2 separate regions of the Canis lupus genome follow, and region 1 is linked to region 2. The links are chromatin contacts, called in public Hi-C maps. All regions are on one chromosome and are shown on one strand. The core of a region is the stretch at or near the end of the contact, and the rest is flanking DNA. Distances in the headings are between cores, read along the strand shown. Region 1 holds the start of PIK3R5 (phosphoinositide 3-kinase regulatory subunit 5). Region 2 holds the start of NDEL1 (nuclear distribution protein nudE-like 1).

What was found. A called contact is a pair of places that touch in the nucleus more often than the background predicts.
Region 1: a Hi-C map of blood shows a contact between it and region 2, with 8 times the contacts expected there. The contact joins the promoter of PIK3R5 here to the promoter of NDEL1 in region 2. A contact is called at or near these places in 2 of 9 Hi-C or Micro-C datasets (both in blood).

Annotation. Positions count from the first base shown.
Region 1 is chr5:33,806,470-33,813,021 of UU_Cfam_GSD_1.0, forward strand. PIK3R5 (phosphoinositide 3-kinase regulatory subunit 5) reads right to left here and starts at 3,336. Exons shown (of 19, transcript XM_038536859.1): 1 at 3,208-3,336.
Region 2 is chr5:33,391,689-33,398,316 of UU_Cfam_GSD_1.0, forward strand. NDEL1 (nuclear distribution protein nudE-like 1) reads left to right here and starts at 1,324. Exons shown (of 10, transcript XM_038536844.1): 1 at 1,324-1,451.

The DNA.
Region 1 (6,552 bases), core at 2,086-4,585, 420 kb after region 2:
GTTGCTGCATGTGACCATGGCAACAGAAGAAATGCTGAGCAGGGAGCTGGCATGAGGCTGGAGGCTGGGGTCTCCCACTGAGGCCACACTCTAGAGCCCAATGCCTAGTACCCCAGATGGTAGACCCACCAGACCCAAGAAGGACCCAGCTCCTGCTCTGTGCCACCGGTCGCCCACTGGGTCCTATTTCTCAGGCCTACGGTGCACCTTGCTACAGTTTATCTCCCTTATCCAGAAGGCACCTTGCTGAAACCCCCAGTTATCCAGAACCCACCTCCACGAGCCTGAAGCAAACAGAAAAGACCCCGTAGTGGGCCATGATTCATGCCCCAAAAGTCATGCCCTACAGGGCACGCACCTCATGCCCCCAAGCACACGCAAGATGTCACTTGGGCTTGGCCATCTCTGGTCAGGAACAAACGGACCAGAGTCAGCCTAGCTCTGGCACTTTCTAGCAGTGAGGCCTCGGTCCTTAGTTTCCTGACAGGTAAAATTCAGAGAACAGTTGTAGCTACCCCAGGGTGTGACCATGAAAACAAATGGACATGACGTGCTAAGCCCACAGGGCCCAACACCAGGACATTACAGCTGACCCTTCAAAAGATCCTGAATAAAGAAAGATAAATGAAAAGGGGCAGAAACTGTCCTGAGCAGACCCAAGGTACCGAAGAAAACAGCAGGTAGAGCCATGTGATGGTTTCCAAGAAATTATTAAATAACATACTATGCAGCATCTTTATATAGAGGCAAGCAGCACATCTGACAAAGATGTTCCTTTGCAACCGGGTACGGCGAAAAGTTGTGGCATCTAGGAGGGAGAGCTACTGGAAAAATCAATGTGTGCAAATTCACTTATGGGATGACATAATTCTGTGCACCCCCCCCCCATCTGTAAAACATACATTGAATTTAGCAGCATTGAAGAGGCCTTCATTGTACGGCATAGCATTATTTTGTGTGCTACCAAGAAAGAAATATTGCTATTTTTTGGTAAGATGCCATAGGTGGTGAGAAGCATCTTGATTTCTGAGCTGTTAAAATGTGAAAACATGTACGTCTTCAAATTGATGGAATATCCTAATATGCCATATACATTTGTTCTGGGAATGTCTCATCTTCCCTTGGGGCACAAGTCATATGTAACGCTCCTTTTGTCCCTTCCCACCCACATCAGTGCCCGAGGCTCAAAAATCAACCTTACCGGGATCCCTGGGTGGCTCAGCGGTTTCGCACCTGCCTTTGGCCCAGGGCGCGATCCTGGGGTCCCAGGATGAGTCCCGCATCGGGCTCCTGGTGTGGAGCCTGCTTCTCCCTCTCCTCTGCCTGTGTCTCTGCCTCTCTCTCTCTCTCTCTATGTCTATCATAAATAAATAAAAATAAGTTTAAAAAAATTTTTTTAAAAATCAACCTTACCACCTCACTCCTGCGTGACCACTCGTCACTATCTGGCCCCTCTAGAAGCTTCTTCTCTTAAGAAGGTGATCCAGGCCTTCAGCCCACTCACAGCTGAGCCAAAAAAGACTTTTGATCCGCAGGTATCCCTCAGGGCTGGCCAGGTCAGCCCACTGGGGTGAGCCTCTTGGAATGCAGGCAGAGTCAGCAGGGCTGGAGTACTCAGGTGCACTGGAGGTGGGGCCTCGAGGCTGCCCAAGCCAAGAGGCGGCTACAGGCTCCTGGCTCTCCTCCTCTGCCACTTCTCAGCCAGGGGGCCCCTGATCAGCATGGGGAGCCTCATCATCGTTAGCCCTCCAAATGTGCTTTTCACCTAGTACCACCACTTAGCTTCCACTGATTATTCTTGGAAGAAACAAACAGAGCAGCATTGGAACCAAGAAAGGGAGGCCGAGGAGGCCTGCTTCCATCACAGCTTGGGGAGAGAAGGTCATCATCTCCCACTTACGCTGGAGGTGTGTACATGGGGGATGGTGCTTAAAACCCCAATGGGGTCTAGCATACAAAGACCCCCAAGCCCACCTGTCCCCACAGTCCTGGCTGCTTATGCTTCAAAAAGCAAGGAAAGGTGTCCTGAAAAGAGATGGTACCCAGGAAAAGAGAATTTGACCATGGGAAACCTTCTTTGTCTTCCTGGACCTACACCAGGATGGGCACACAGAGGAAGCAGGGGAACCCCTGATCCCCCATACTCTCGCTCTGCAAACATCCAGGAAGCAGCTCCCATGTGCAGCTGGGAGGTCAGCCCACTGGGGTTTCTCATGTAAGCTCCCCACAGCCCCGGTGAGGCCACTAATTAGAGCCCGTCTTCCACACAGGGCAATGGGCTGGGGGAGGGCCAGAAGGGGCTGGAGGTCACACAGCAAGACCCCAGCGGCAACTCTGGTCTCCTTTCCACACCACACCGGGCTCCCAAGCCATGGCTCCAGTGCATCACTGAAGGAGCTTATTCAAATTTTAGAAAAATACAGATTGCAGACCACCCCCCTGAAGGCCGGGGCTGGGGCCTGGGGCATGGGTGCTCCGGCGAGCTCTGGGCGCCAGCGCCTTACCAGGTGGTCCAGGCCAGGAGGAAGGGTGTGGATGAGAAGGTGCGCGACCACGGGGCGGAGGAAGGGAAGGGCAATCCAGAAGGGGCCTTCCGGGCAGCCCTGGCCTACTTTTAGCCCTCATTTCGCCCGAACCCACCCCTCCTCTCGGCGCAGAGGCTTGTTAACTCACTCGATACCACATCCTGCCGCTTTCATCTCGCGTTCCTTTCCCCCTGAGCCATCGCCTTCCTCCCACTGACCTGAACCTCTCGCTTCTTTACCCCGGGCCTGGGATGGGCCAGCGCGCAGGCGCCCGCGCCCGCGCCCGCACCTGCACACACACCTGCACCCGCGCAGCGGCGGAGTCGCGCGGGGACACCCGGGGTAGAGGCGGCTCCTGCGCCCGCGCGCCGACGGGCGGCGCCCCAGAAGGGCGGCGGGTCCTGGCCGGGTCCTGGCCGCGGGGTCCTGGCCGCGCTCGCCGCCGCCGTCCCCAGGCCGAGGGGCTGCGGGCTCCTGACCCCCCCTCGGAGGACGCGGCCACACGCACCGCCCCGGGGGTCCCTTCCCTTCTGCCTCCGGGAGGATCGGGACGCGGGCGCGCGGACCTCCGAGCCCCGGGGCCGGGCACAGCGGCGGCAGCACCGCTCCCCGACGGCCCCCAGCCGCGCCCGCCCCGCCCCGCCCCGCCCCGCGCGCCCTCGCCGCCCTCCCGGCCACGCACCTGCAGTCCCCGCCGGGCGCCGAGCCCCGTCTCCAGCGGCGACTCCCCGCGGCTCGCGTGCGGTCGGGACCACGGCGCCGGGCAGCGGCGGCGCGGCGAGTCCCAGCATCGGCGGGGGCTGCGCTCCGACGGCGGGCGGGGGCGGGGCCACGCCGGGGCGGGGCGGGCCGGGGCGGGCCGGGGCGGGCCGGGGGCCCCGGCGGGTCTCCAGCGCCCCCTGGCGGCCGGGCGCGCGGACCAGGGAGGGCCCCGCGGCCCACGCGTCCTCCCCGCCCCGCCGGACCCCGCGCAGCACCCGAGCGGCGGCCCCCGCGCGGCGCGCGTGTGCCCTGGAAGGGACAGGCCCGCTGGGTACCCAGGGCGGCCACGGCCCGAGGGGCCCCGAGCACCCGCGACCCCCGGGAGTCAGGTGCCGCGGGTCCCGGGGGGCGGAAGCGCGGCCGCGGCCCCGCCGAGAGGGTGGGCGGAGCGGGCGGGAGACTTGGGGTGGGGGCTTCGCGGAAGGAGGAGAAAGAGGAAGCTCCGACGAGCTGCTTCCTTCTCTCGCTGCGACCCAGCGCCCCACTTCCTCCTCCTACTTCTATTTTTTTGGGTGCTCTTAACCTTGAAAATGCCTGCACCCCTGGCGCGCAGCCGGCCGCCTGGACCCCCACCCTTCTGCGAGGAGGCAGGCTTTCAGCCTCCGCCTGACTCCCCGCCGCTTCTTCCCCCGGGGGCCGTCACCGCCGAGGCCCGAGGACAAGTGGTCTCCAGAGTCCGGCCCGCTTCCTGCCCCTTTCCTTTCCCCCTACAGACCACGCTGCCAGGATATCTCCGGATCCCCTACGCTGGCCTGTGCCTCGTTTGCACACTTAACACGAGGGAAAGTTGTGCAGGCAGCCCTCGCAGGGAAAGAATAGCTCTTGATGTCAGAATTAGCAAAGGGCAGGACGCCTGGGTGGCTCAGCGGTTGAGCATCTGCCTTTGGCTCAGGACGTGACCCCGGGGTCCTGGGATCAGCTTCACATCGGGCTCCCCGCAGGGAGCCTGCTTCTCCCTCTGCCTGTGTCTCTGCCTCCCTCATGAATGAATAAATAAAATCTTTAAAAAATAAATCAGCAAAGGACAAGGCTGAAATTCCCACTTCCACTATTGAATGGGACTCTGTGTCACAATATCTGCACAAGGCGCTTGAAACTGGCCACAAGGTCTTTCGTTACTGTTGGTCAAAAGCCACAGCCCTACCTGAGGCTTGGAGAGACGTGAATGCCAATGACTGTTATTTTCTTGACTCCCAGAATACCAAGAAACAGCAACTTCCCCAAAGATGCAGAAACAGAAAGTACCCTTGGTGGAGCCCGAAGGTCCAGTTCCAGTCAACAGTGAGCGCAGGAGGAGCACCCAGCACCCCGCCGGTCCTCCTATGTGTCATCCACCAACCCGACCCCGGACCCCCGCAAGCCGGTTTCACAAGTAAGGAACCAGAGCCACGAAAGCCCGAGAGGGCACGCTGAGGTCACACGACTTGATAAGGTGGGCGAGGACTCTAGTCTCCCCAATCCCCACTCTTTTCCATCTGAAAAAAATAAAAGGAGAAGGGGGAAGACGGAGACAGCCCCGAGGTGGCCAGGGTGGGGACGATGGGAGCGGAACTGCCCTGGAATCAGGAACTGAGTCGCAAGGATGGCGCAGTGCATCCCGGATTGACGTAGTGGATTGAGATCACTTGCCAGGCTCAAGAAGACACTGGAGGTGGGATGCCTGGGTGGCTCAGTGGTTGGGTGTCTGCCTTTGGCTTATGATCCCGGGGTCTTGGGATCGAGTCCCACATCGAGCCTGCTTCTCCTTCTGCGTGTATCTCTCATGAATAAATAAATAAAATCTGTAAAAATAAAATAGATAAAATAAGATAATAAAATAAATAAAATGAAATGCTGGAGAAGTTATGGCATCCTTGACTTCCTCCGCATCCTTGGTATTCCTAAAACTGAAGATGGAGGAAAGACAAAGCAGAGTTGCCTGTTAGAGGTCGCTGCCAGGGAGCTGAGCATCCCATGACGCCTACTTAGTTCCATCCTGCATCCTCTGGGCTTGCACCCTATCCTTCCCTCTTGCTGGGCTCCCCCTTTGTCTCCCTGTCCTCAGAGGGCAGGCCACTGACCTGGAGATCTGAACAACACCTGACACCTATTGGCCAGAACTTAGAACTACAGCCACTCGGGCTCCCTGGTTAGGTACCACTTTTTTTTTTTTTTTTTTAAGTTTTATTTATTTTTATGATAGACATAGAGAGAGAGAGAGGCAGAGACACAGGAGGAGGGAGAAGCAGGCTCCATGCAGGGAGCCCGACGCGGGACTCGATCCCGGGATTCCAGGACCGCGCCCTGGGCGGAAGGCAGGCGCCAAACCGCTGAGCCGCCCAGGGATCCCCCCACTTTTTTTTTTTAATTGGAGTTCAATTTGCCAACATATAGCATAACACCCAGTGCTCATCCCGCCAAGTGCCCCCCTCAGTGTCCATCACTTAGTCACCCCAACCCTCCGCCCGCCTCCCTTTCCACCACCCTTGTTCGTTTCCCAGAGTTAGGAGCCTCTCATGTTTTGTCACCCTCACTAATATTTTCACTCATTTTCTCTCCTTTCCCTTTATTCCCTTTTATTAATTTTTATATTCCCCAAATGAATGAGACCATATAATATTTGTCCTTTTGCAATTGACTTATTTCACTGAGAATAATACCTTCCAGTTCCATCCACGTCGAAGCAAATGGTGGGTATTTGTCGTTTCTAATGGCTGAGGAATATTCCATCATATACATAGACCACGTCTTCTTTATCCATTCATCTTTCGATGGGCACCGAGGCTCCTTCCACAGTTTGGCTATTGTGGACATTGCTGCTAGAAACATCGGGGTGCAGGTGTCCCGGCGTTTCATTGCGTATCTTTGGGGTAAATCCCCAGCAGTGCAATTGCTGGGTCGTAGGGCAGGTCTCTTTTTAACTCTTTGAGGAACCTCCACACAGTTTTCCAGAGTGGCTGCACCAGTTCACATTCCCACCAACAGTGCAAGAGGGTTCCCCTTTCTCCACATCCTCTTCAACATTTGTTGTTTCCTGCCTTGTTAATTTTCCCCATTCTCACTGGTGTGAGGTGGTATCTCATTGTGGTTTTGATTTGTATTTCTTAGGTACCACTTTGTACAGCTCTTTGTTGCTGCTCCATTTAAAAACGTATGTCTAGGGGATCCCTGGGTGGCTCAGTGGTTTGGTGCCTGCCTTTGGCCCAGGGCGCGATCCTGGGTCCCGGGATCGAGTCCCGTGTCGGGCTCCCGGCATGGAGCCTGCTTCTCCTTCCTCCTGTGTCTC
Region 2 (6,628 bases), core at 74-2,573:
CTGGCCCTGCCCTCATGCAAGGCTTTGCCTTGGCCTCTATAGCCTCACCCCACTGCTGTGAGGTCCCCAGCCCAGGCTCCTGAGTTTGCCTGCGTGCATTAAATAGGGTGGTGTTTCCACAGCATCTCAAAGGCTCATGGACATTTAGAGACTGACTTCCAGTGCTCTGCTAGATGTTCTGGGGGAATCAGAGACAGATCCACACAGCCTCTACCCTCACTGGGTGTCCCTAGGGAGGTAACCCATCACCATGGAAAAGGAATGGTCAGCCAGTGCAGGGCCTCAGTAGCGGTTCTTAGAAACAGTGCTTCTTCGGGGCGCCCATGTGGCTCAGTCAGTTGAGCATATCAGATCATGACCTCATGGGATCCAGCCCCACATCAGGCTCCCTGCTTGGCGGGGAGTCTGCTTCTCCCTCTGCCCCTCCCATTGCTTGTGCTCTCTCTCTAAAATAAATAAATAAATAAATAAAAATAAAATAAAATAAAATAAAATAAAATAAGGGATGCCTGCATGGCTCAGCAGTTTAGCGTCTGCCTTCGGCCCAGGGCGTGATCCTGGGGTCCTGGGATCAAGTCCTACACCGGGCTCCCTGCGTGGAGCCTGCTTCTCCCTCTGCTTGTGTCTCTGCCTTTCTCTCTCTCTGAGTCTCTCATGAATCAATAAATAAAATACTTTAAAAAGTAAAATAAAAAAGAAACAGTGCTCTTCCTACATAGGGAGACTAAATGATAGCTGCTGTTTGGGGTGAGTCTCCAGACCAGAACCAGACCAGGGTTGTCCAATCTAATATAGATTGAGGAGTGGGCCAGATTTGCAGAGGCAGAGGGGAGGAGGGACAGACAGGGACTCATGGGACCTGTGTGAAGCCTGTTACGCACATTATGTCATTCAAGCGTAAACAGACCTGTGGGTACCGGTGCTAGAATTACCTCCATTTCACAGATGTGGAAAGTGAGACTCAGACCCCAAGAGCTCGTTCAGGCCTCCCAGCTATAAAAGTGATGACGGCCCTCTGCCTTCAGTTCATCCTCTTCTATGCCACGTATGTGCTATGCCAGGTGCTGCGCAGCTCCTACCTTTAGCGAGTGACAGCTTTTCCCTCATTCTTCTCCAAATACAGGGACCAGAGCATACAGGCATGTTGTGACAGGGAGCCTTGAACGCCTGGCTGAGGGTGAGGACCTGATCTCTCTCTCCCCTTCCTCGGGACCATGGAAGGAAGTGTTGCTCGACTCCAGCTCAGTGAGGAGGCTGACAGGATTGCCTCACTTCCAGATGACAGGCCCCAGCCTTCGTGGGCTGAACCCACTTCCTGTCCTTGTGCCTCTTTTGTCATACGGTGATTTCTCATGCTTCCTGTTGACTTCTGCTTGGTTTTCAGCTGGTTCAGCGCTAGGAACCGTGTACTGCTGGTGGTCTGATTGGTGAGGCACGGGACACAGGACCAGGTACCGTGGGGTGGTGGGGAGCAGGGGACCGGGGGGGCTCTGACTGGAGGAGGTCTGGGCCAGGTGGGGGTCAGCCTGAGACACTCCAACATGGGGGACTCCTGGTGGCCTGCGGACCTTCTCTCCATCCATGTAGTAGGAGAGACTGTCAAAGGCTGAGGTCAGCTTGTCAAGCTGGTTATGCCTCTGTGGGAGTGACACCAGCCACTTGTTTTGGTGGCTTCCCAGCGCTGCGTTGTCTTTTCACATCCCCCTAAGATCCCATTGCCTTGTTGTTTCTTTTTGCTTCCTGGGCTGCCTCGATGGTATTTTCTAGGCTTGCAGAGAATTTCCTGGGTTCAGACAGGTTTATCTGGGGCTGCCTGAGATATACATAGTCCATGTGATGCTTAACATCACACTGAGCTGACCAAGTTAGAAGATTGCCAGGAGTCCAGGCTCCTTGTTTCACTCATGGCCAAGTTACTCCCCTCTGAACGTGTTTTCTTGTCTACTAAATGTCACAGTGTCTCTGTTTTGTGGGATTTTTGCGATGCTTAAGCAGGACAACGATTATGAAAGTGTTTCATAAACTGTAAGATGATATCCTTAAAGGAGTTGAGGTTACTTTTATTTCATTTTCTAAATGGAACTCAACTTTTTTTTTTTTTCTTGGTGCAATAGTCGATATAAACCCCCACAATACAGAAAAGTGAAAGGTTTTTTGTTTTGTTTTGTTTTTCATGATTTCTGGACTTAAAAATGTATTGTGGTAAAATATACATAACATAAAACATAAAATAACATAACATAAAATGTACCATTTTTAGGTACACAGTTTATCATCAAGGGCATTCACATTGTTGTGCACCCATCATCATCATCCGTCTCCAGAATTCTGATCATCTTGCAAAACTGAAACTGTCCCCACTAAATACCACCTCCTCACTCTCTTTTTCCCCAGCTTCTGGAAACCACCGTTCTGCTTTCTGTTTTTGTGAGTTTGACGACTCTAGGAACCTCATATAAATAGAATCATACAGTATTTGTCCTTTCGTGACTGGCTTATTTCACTTAGCCTAATGCTCTCAAGGTTCACCCTTATCGTAGTATGTGTCACAACTGCCGTTCCTTCTCAGGCTGAGTATGATCCTATTGTATGTATAGACACCATTCAGTTAAGTCATTTGTATGTTCATAGACACTTAGGTTGCTTCCACCTCTGGCTATTGTGAATAATTCTGCTAGGACCATGAGTTCACAAATATCTGTTTGAGTCTCTGCTTTCCATTCTCTTGAGTATATGCCCACAATTGGAATTGCTGGGATCATATGGCAGTTTTATTTTTAATTTTTAATTTTTTGAGGAATTGTGTTACTTCATACATAGTGGCTGCATTGCTTTATAATCCTACCAGTAGCACACAAGGGTTCCAATTTCTCCACATTCTTGCTGACACTTGCCACCTTCTGTGTTTTTGATAGTAGCCATCCTATTGAGTGTGCAGTGGTATCTTACTGCAATTTTGATTTGCATTTCCGTAGTAATCAGTGATGAGTAATCAATGATTGCCTAGCACATCATTCCATATGCTTGTTGGCCATTTTTATACATCTTTGGAGAAATGTCTATTTGAGTCCTTCACACATTTTTCAATTGAGTTGTTTCTTGTTGCTGTTGAGTTGTAGGAGTTCTTTAAATATGCTGGAAGTTGACTAGACTTTTAAAACAAATGTTTCTTATGTCAAATTCTGTCCTTTAAACTTTTTTCATTTGAGATGCCTGGGTGGCTCAGTGGTTGAGCGTCTATCTTCAGCTCAGGGCATGATCCCAGGGTCTGGGGATTGAGTTCCTCATCAGGCTCACCATGGGGTGCCTGCTTCTCCCTCTGTGTATGTCTCTGCCTCTCTCTGTGTCTCTCTCATGAATAAATAAATAAATCTTTAAAAAAGACTTTTTCATTAATATTTGGGTATTGTCTAAGGTTAATTTATAAATATCTACCTTGCCCTTTTTAAAAAATTTTTATTTATTTATGATAGTCACAGAGAGAGAGAGAGAGGCAGAGACATAGGCAGAGGGAGAAGCAGGCTCCATGTACCGGGAGCCCGATATGGGATTCGATCCCGGGTCTCCAGGATCCCGCCCTGGGCCAAAGGCAGGCGCCAAACCGCTGCGCCACCAGGGATCCCTACCTTGCCTTTTTTAAAAAAATATTTTATTTTATTTACTTATTTATTAGAGAGAGAGAATGTGAGAGCTCATGAGCATGAATAGCAGGAGGGAGAGAGGGAAAGGGAGAAGTATTGTTCTCTGAGCTATCTACTTTATTATTATTATTACCTTCATTTTACATTTCATTTTGTCTATGTTTTCCCCCCTGGAGTTGATGGTTGCCTCAATTTTTCATTTTCTTAGTTTTCACATACATATCAATGTTTCCTCTCCAACAGGGCTTTAAAATTTTTCTCAATAGGATCAGAGAGGTCAGACAATCTCTCTGTTTTCATCTTGTTTTCAACTGCCACATATTTTAATTTCAACTCTCATCAAAATCAAAATCAAAAGGTTTTTGTCTTGCTCCTTTTTGTAACACCATGTTCTTGTTTTATGGATGTAGTGATACCTTTATTTCTCAGAAGATATTAAAGTTTTTCTTTTTCCAGTTTACTTCTGCTTCCTCCATTGTATCTACTACTCTTGAATTTCTTTTGTGTGATTTTGTTCTTTTTTCACATTGGAGGCTTTTTCAGTGTTTGGTGGTTCCTTGCTACACGTTCATTTTTATGATCAAGGAACTATAAGCTGATTGGAGGCTCTGTGTGTACGGGGATTGGGCAGGTGGGAGGGGGTCTAGTTGGCTGTTGGGCTTCTCTGTCAGGTAATCCAGAGCAGACCATGTGGTTGGGAGACCTCTCTTGAGCCAGTTGGGTTCTGTTGAGAAAAACTCTCTGATCTCCTGCCTGGGGGTACAAGTCAGGCTGCAGGCATTCTGGGAGGCTGTCAGGGGAAGGAAGCTGGGATCTCATCATTCTATATGCAGCCTTCGAAGAATCTACCTTCCCTCCATCTGCCTTCTCTTTGTAGCATGGTGACTTAGCCTTGCCCTCCAATGTGGCCCAGTGTCCCCTGGTCTGGAGCTTCTCTGGTTTAGTTTCTCTAGAGTAAACGTCCTCCTCCTGCTAGAGTGAGTGACTTGTCATTGCCTAGGCTGTGAAGTCAGCCTCTAAAATGCTTTGTAAACATACCATAATTTCAACAGATCTTCCCCGCCCCACCACACCTTCTAATGCAGCTGCCACCTCCAATTCCCGAGCCTGCCTGTGGGTCAGAGGCATAACACTTTTTGCTTATGGTTGGCATTCGGTTTCCAGCCTTCTCTGATCCACTCCATCAGCTACCACTCACCAGTCTAACTTTCCATTTTCTAAGATCCTGTTAACACCTTGTGTCCATCATTGTCTTCTCTTCTGTACTGCGTCTTGGTGGATTTATGCCTTTTAGAATTCTTGTCCTTTTTTGTGATTTTTTCCTTTTTTTTAAAGATTTTATTTATTTATTCATGAGAGACACACAGAGAGAGGCAGAGACACAGGCAGAGGGAAGAGGCTCCCTGTGGGGAGCCCAATGAGGGACTTGATCCCAGGACCCTAGGATCACTACCTGAGCCAAAGGCAGATGCTCAACCACTGAGCCACCCAGGCACCCTTTTGTGGTGTTTCAAGAGGAAGTGAAGATACAAGTATTCAATCCACATGGTAACTGCGATGGTTATAACATTTGCACTCACCAGCATTATACAAAAGCATTGGCTTTCGCATACTTTTAACAACAATGAGCATTATCGTTTATTTTAAACTTTGCTAATCTGATAAGCAAAATGATATCTCATTGTTATTCTAATTTACATGTTCAAAACTTACTAACGATATGGTTGAGTATCTTCCCACATATTTATTGGCTATTTGTGTTTTTTTTCTTCTAAACCACTTATTTATATCCATTGCTCATTTTTCTAGTGGGGTAGCAAAATTGTTAAATTGTTGGTATATGGCCAGCTCTGTAAAGAGCTCTTATATATTCAGTCTCAGAGAACAGGCTTCAGAAAACAGTGGATTTTAATGACTGTGTATACAATTTTAAATGATATTTTTCCTCTCCCTTTGATTAAGAAAATAACCTGTAGGGGTGCCTGGGTGGCTTGGTCGATGAAGCATCCAACTCTTGATCTCAGCTCAGGTCTTGATCTCAGGGTTTTGAATTCAAGGCCAGCATTGGGTTCTACACTGAATGTGGAGCCTACTTAAAAAAAAGGAAGGAAGGAAGGAAGGAAGGAAGGAAGGAAGGAAAGAAAGAAAGAAAGAAAGAAAGAAAGAAAGAAAGAAAGAAAGAAAGAAAGAAAGAAAGAAAGAAATCTGTGTTCACTATGGCAAATTTGGAAAATATAGATGAACAAAAGAGAAAACACGAATCACCTTTTCTATAGTTATGTGCTTATAAAAGAGCCATTTTAATGTGTATTCATGTTTTCAACTTACTAAGCACAATGTCCTTGTATTGTTATACATTGTTGTATGACATCATTATTAGTGGTAACATGGTATTCCATTGTATAGGTATATGATCGTTTATTTAGTCAATACCCTATTGATGGACATTTAAGTTCTTTTGGGTTAAAATCTTCACTAACAAGTTCTCCTTTTGATCATGACCTCATCTAAGCTTGTTGCTACTGTATTATCTGCTTAGCAATCTCTTTTTTGGAGGGGGGAAGGATAAAAGGCAAACTTTAATCCTTTCCTAGTTAAATGATTACTAATTCCAAATCAGTGTATACGGACTCACAGAGATTTTCAAGCACTTTGTCTGTTTTTTTTTTTTTTTTTTTTTTCCTGTGAGTTGGAGGAAGAGATGGAGAAAGGTCACTGGGGGTTCTCCTTAGATTCCTCCACAGATTTCACCCCAGGTGAACAGGATGGAGGGCAAAAGACTAGGGAAGAGGGATGTTTGTAATGATGAGACAACAGTAACATATCAGGCAGGTGTCTGAAGAAATCATCCAAGAAGTACTATCTTAAGAGAGAAAATCAGAAAGAATGAATTGATCTGAGCATGGAAGAAACCTGAATCTTGTCCCTGAGCCTGTCACCAACTGTGTTTCCTCAGGCAGACTGCTCAGCCTCTCTGGGTTCCCTAC